2 separate regions of the Bombyx mori genome follow, and region 1 is linked to region 2. A link is a contact called in public Hi-C data. All regions are on one chromosome and are shown on one strand. Each heading gives the region's core, a stretch centred on a gene start, on an enhancer-like site or on the middle of the called end of the contact. The rest is flanking DNA. Distances are from core to core; before and after follow the strand shown.

Region 1 (2,816 bases), core at 154-2,653, 84 kb before region 2:
TCCTCCGCCTTCCGCATCCAATCTCTCCCAGCATATCGCCGCAAGTCATCGGTCCAACGGGTGTAAGGGGTGGCAATGGAATCTCAGCTACTCAATAGCCAACCTCACCTGCCCGTGGTGCACCCTGCTAGCTAACGGACGGGGCCCTGGCGACCGACCGATGGCGGTATAACTATCCATAATAAGCTATGTCTCTAAATAAAAACACATCAGGACATGGGCAGCAGCATGCCCTGAGGAAAGGACATAGTACTGCGGTCACCAACCCGCCTGCCAAGCGTGGTGACTACTGGCATAACCCTCGAAATGGATAATTAGTAAGTTGTAGAAAATATAATGTGGTTTAAAAAACCATTACTTTGGAAGTTACATTTTCTTAACCATATACTAATAACTGATTTTGTATTAAAAAAACTCATTAACATCGAGTGCTTCACAAGGGATCTGTTTAGGGAGCTCAGTGTCGCGCAGCGAGCTATGGTTAGGGCTATGCTTGGTATTTCTCTACGAGACCGAATCGGAAATGAAGAGATCCGTAGAAAAACCAAAGTAACTGACATAGTCCGTAGGATTAGCACACTGAAGTGGCAGTGGGCAGGCCACATAGTGCGGATCGGACGGCCGATGGGGCAGAAAGATCCTCGAGTGGAGACCACGTACTAGCAAACGCAGCGTGGGACGGCCACCTACCAGATGGACCGACGACCTGGTAAGACCGGCCGCACTGGAGAACACTTGGAGACGTCTATGTTCAGCAGTGGACAGTGGACAGGCTGAGATGATGATGATGATGATTAACATCTAATAGACCATTCAGAATTGTAACGCCATCTATGAAAATAAAAATAATCAAACAATTTAAATTTGTATTGGATTTTTTAACAATGCCATCTGTTGGTCATTTGTATGAAACTTTACAAAAGCCCCCAATTGGAATTTATTTATTTACAGCCATCGAAATTGCTACATTTCGCTGTGTATTTATTTTAGTTCCTGAGTAGCTTCAAAAATTACAAATACTTCGACCATAATTGTTATTTTTTCATCCTATAAGAAATATTACGCATTACAAAAACTTTTAAAGAAAACTTAGTACTTAGCTTACTATTTAATTAACAAATAAATTGTAAAGTATTTCAACTTAGTTTTACTTGATAAGGCTTATAAAACAATTATATACGTGACTTCCTAATATTTCAAATCTTATTACAATTCTACGTACAACTTTGTGATTGTGATTTTCTCTACTATTAATAACCATAATTTAAATTTATAGCAAATAAGTTCCATTCCAACTAAATATTTAAAATTAAAAAAAATTAGAATTAAAAAATTACTGAAACGCTAATAAGAATTTTGACAGTTTAAAGCTGCTAGCGCCATCTAGCGTCGCGTAGAATAACTTCAGAAGCGGCAATGTTGATAAAACAGACAACCGAACACTTCGGGATCCACGCTCCAATTTGAACCCATACAAAACTTTTAGCAGAATTTAGTTTATCAATTCCAAGTTTTACGTTACGTTATCTGTGAAAGAAAACTTATGTTAGGGAGTTTAGAAATTTGAACTGAAACTTATTGACGAATAAGGAGCAACACAAAGTTCTGTGTGAAGACTGCTGCCACATTCGAATGGTGTAATAATAATGCACTAGTATATTTAGAAAAAAATTTACGCCATTCGTTTTGGAATAAGTTAAAGCATTTGCCAGTAACTACATTTAAAAAAAATATATATACACCTATATTTTTGTAACTTCAACTTATTTGATTTTTATTAAAATTAGACGGGACAAGAACAACAATTGATCGGTTAATTAAGTCTTTTCAAAATGACATTTGAAATAATTGTACTTTAAGCATTTAACAATTACAAATAATTACATTTTTTTTTAGTTTAGCGCATTTTGTATTACTCAATTTCATTAACAATTTCAATTTATTCGAATTCATAGCATTTAAGTCAGAATGAGAAGCTTTCAAATTAAAAAGTAACAAACATAAAAAAGTACAGTCGAATTGATAACGACCTCATTTTTTTATGCTGGTTAAAAAACAATACTTAAAATTAAATAAACTTAGCAGGAATCGAAGGATGCAGACGTCTAAACGTTTACGAGGTGCGAGCTTTGATTATCACAAGTGCACTTTAAGCGCAATCAGAGATGTGATTTTATAGCCCATTAAAAATGTTTCGTAAATCAATGAACGATTAAAAATACATATATAGCCTTTCTTGAAAAAGCTTTGAACTAACTCCGATATCTAATCAACCTTAATTAAGCTTAAAATAAACTTAATCTTAATTGAATGAACGTATAAAATTACATAAAACTTTTAGAAAACAATTTAATTGAAATTGTTCATAAAACAATATTTTTAACATAATTAATTTTAAATACGCAATTTTAAATCGAATTTGATCCTTTTGATTAGTTCATTTAACAGAGCCGCTGTGTTTGTAAAGTTTCGCTCAAGTGTACTAAAATAGATATTTAATAATCACTAAACTCACTTTTTAATGGTAGTAGGACCTCTTGTGAGTTCGCACGAGTAGGTACCACCACCCCGCCTATTTCTGCCGTGAAGTAGTAATGCGTTTCGGTTTGAAGGGTGGGGCAGCCGTTGTGACTATACTGAGACCTTAGAACTCATATCTCAAGGTGGGTGGCGGCATTTACGTTGTAGAAGTCTATGGGCTCCAGTAACCACTTGACACCAAGTGGGCTGTGAGCTCGTCCAACCAAGTAAGCAAAAATTTTTTTTTCAAATATGCAACTTTGATTTTAGAGTATTTCTAATAGGTATTTTTTTAT
Region 2 (2,952 bases), core at 251-2,750:
CCATACCATTACCAGCGTGAAAAATAAGAAGTCGAGGGTTAGTAATTAAAATAATAGAGTAAGATATTTAACGCTACTAACATTGCACACATATTGTTAATTTCCGTGTATGATAAAAAAGGTCATATACCTTTGACAATGATTAAAACTATGTACCATTCCTGATCCATTGACGGTGCTTTTAGGCATAACAAACACCGATCACCGTCCTCGTCGAGCCCGTCGCTTGCGACGAAGGGCTCGACGAGCGAATTAACCCATCGACACAGCCCACGGAGTTTCTCGCCGGATCTTCTCAGTCGGTCGCGTTTTCGATCCGGTAGTAGATTCTGCGAAGCACTGCTCTTACTAGGGTTAGCTCACCTATAAACGTTAGGGCGAAGCTGAAATAGCCTCTCAAGGCTATCAGCCTAGGTAGGAAAAAAAATGTACCATTATGAAAGTTCCATATTTCCAATAAGTACGTCAATTTACCTCGGATTTTTTTTTCATTTAGCCATAGTTACCGATCTGACTAGTACCAAGCTGATGACAGAATGAAGTGCTGTCAACGGTACTCCGAAGTCACTGGCTGGGGTCCATATACCTTGGTTACGTTTGGTTAAAATTCGAACTGCATTAAGATAATGTAACTTATATATACCACTAGACGAGCACCGCGGATACGCTCGCTTTTAATTAGTAATTGAGAAAGAATGAAACAAGATTCATTTTCTCGGGACAAAAAATTGCTTGTGTCGCTTTCTGATCCGTTAATTTATAGATTCGTTGTTTTGTGAACATATTTTTAATGTCCTGAGTAACAAACATACAAACTTTCATATTTATTATATTGGCGTAGAAATAAAAATGCCGTATAGAAAGAACTTAATAAAGAAATTTCAATTCAAATGTAAGAAGAGATCATAATATAATTTTCAAACTTCAACTTCAAACCACCATATGGACAGGACCTCAAGGAAAAATGAAGAAAGGAAGGCCCTTGACACGCTGGGAGGACGAAATAAAAAAAGCAGCTGGCCCAAAAAGAGTGGTGGCAATTAGCCTAGAATAGAGAGAAGTGGTCATCATTGGAGGAGGCTTTTATCCAACCTGGGGACCTTGCTAGTAATTAAACATAGTGTTATAGTATAAATAAATTTAGTAAATTAAGAAGCAATGTAGCAGGATCAAATAAAGACTTTTTCTTTAATTTTATTTATTATTTTATTTTCAAACCATTGCCAGTGACACACGACAAAGATACTATACTGTCAGTAATAATGATCATAAATTATTGTGCAAACAAATCTTTCCGTTTTAGAATATAAAAATAGCAATGTGAGTAAGAAGTTTCATAGTAAACAAATTGGTTTGTTCATTCCAATAGCTCTCGATTCTAATAAGAATTTACCACACATTAATTAAATGGACTTTCTAAAGTACATATATCTCCATAAAAACGCCGGGAAACGAATATAAATGCTTAAAATCGTATCGAATAAGATGTGAGGTGGCAATTTCGATGGAAAATGAGACGGTTTAAGCACAAAGTCACGTACTCAGAGGCTAACACAAATTTAATGTTTCGCTTTGAACAAGTTAAGAAACGCGCAGCGCCATCTAGCGTCGAGAAGACAAAACAAAAGCAAAAATTAAGCTATTTTAGTAGTAAATTCTTTAGTTTCTGAAAACTGATAATTTAACAAATTTATTAATCGTGCTCGTATATATTTTTTATTATTTTCTGTTACATTTTCAATTTGTGGCATTAAGCGCCACCTATTGATGAATAGACATAAGTACGAAATGCTGTTTTACCGACTCTATAATTCACCCCTTGTGCACACGTTTCCTCCTGTAAGCTTGTGTGCATGTGGGGAAAGCGCTCCAAATTCAAATCTTAAACTGTTATGGCTGCTAGTCAACCATTTTGAAATACTAAAAATGTTAGCTATCAACGAATAAAGAGGCGCCGACTTTGTGAAGTCGTTTCTTATTTAAACAAGGCTATTACATTTTCAGATCTGTAAATTTCAGTTTAATTTAATTTTAAAAGAGTATTAAATAACTTCACGTAAATTTTAAATATGTATTGTTAAATTCAGATTATTGTTTGTAAAAAAACTGATTGCTTTCAAAATATTTTTACACAAATTTTGTAAACTTTTAAGTTGTTGATATTAATAAAAATCGGATGTTTTGATAACCTTGTGCATTTATAAAGGGCTTTAATTAAAACTATATGTATTTACGATTTAGTCCTATTTATGTTAAATTAAGCCGTAAAAGTTATTTTAATCAGGCCTATGACCCGCGAAATCGAAAAAAATGTTATTGATATTTTCCTATAAAAATTATAAGAGACGAAAGTAATTAAAAAAAAAATTATAACGTCGCGTTTATTAAAAAAAAAAACTTTGCCATTCACCCTCTCCTCCTTCACTTCAACAATACAAAATCAATACCTAAAACAATGAATAAGTTATTAAAAAGAAAACTTACAAATTTTCCGGCCGCATTGTAAGGTATTGAATGACCATCTTTATAATTGACATAATGGCCACTTACATCGAAAGCGAACAATGAAGCTTCGAAGAGAATAAGCTGTCTTCATTTTCTTTAAAAAAGGTTGAGCCATTATGTCTTGCGATATTCATGCGCTGACAAAATTTACAATTAGTAAATTCGGTAGTAAGCGGCTTGGCTCTGCCCCTGGCATTGCTGATGTCCATGGGCGACGATAACCACTCACCTTCAGGTGGGCCGTATGCTCGTCTGCCTACAGAGGCAATAAAAAAAAATCCGGAAACTTCGTCGCGTAGGTCGTTGCTACTAGATACGTGCTATATCTTTAGGAAGGATTGGTAACTGGTTGCTCCATTTTTTAAACCTGATATAATTGCATCTCTGAATACAAACTCATTGGACTTCTTTAGTAATAAGACCGAATACCTTCTGCTTCTTACGCTT

Evidence for each region. A called contact is a pair of places that touch in the nucleus more often than the background predicts.
Region 1: a contact with region 2 is called in a Hi-C map of posterior silk gland, with 4 times the contacts expected there. The contact joins two enhancer-like sites. A contact is called at or near these places in 5 of 7 Hi-C or Micro-C datasets (middle silk gland, midgut, posterior silk gland and 1 more).

Annotation. Positions count from the first base shown.
Region 1 is chr11:8,523,233-8,526,048 of ASM3026992v2, reverse strand. No RefSeq gene overlaps it. Among protein-coding and RNA genes, the nearest start is that of LOC134199671, 38 kb to the left of the region's middle. Within about 2 kb of position 1,403, at least 4 of the 8 cell types and tissues checked have open chromatin away from gene starts, as enhancers often do.
Region 2 is chr11:8,438,884-8,441,835 of ASM3026992v2, reverse strand. No RefSeq gene overlaps it. Among protein-coding and RNA genes, the nearest start is that of LOC101742752, 55 kb to the right of the region's middle. Within about 2 kb of position 1,500, at least 5 of the 8 cell types and tissues checked have open chromatin away from gene starts, as enhancers often do.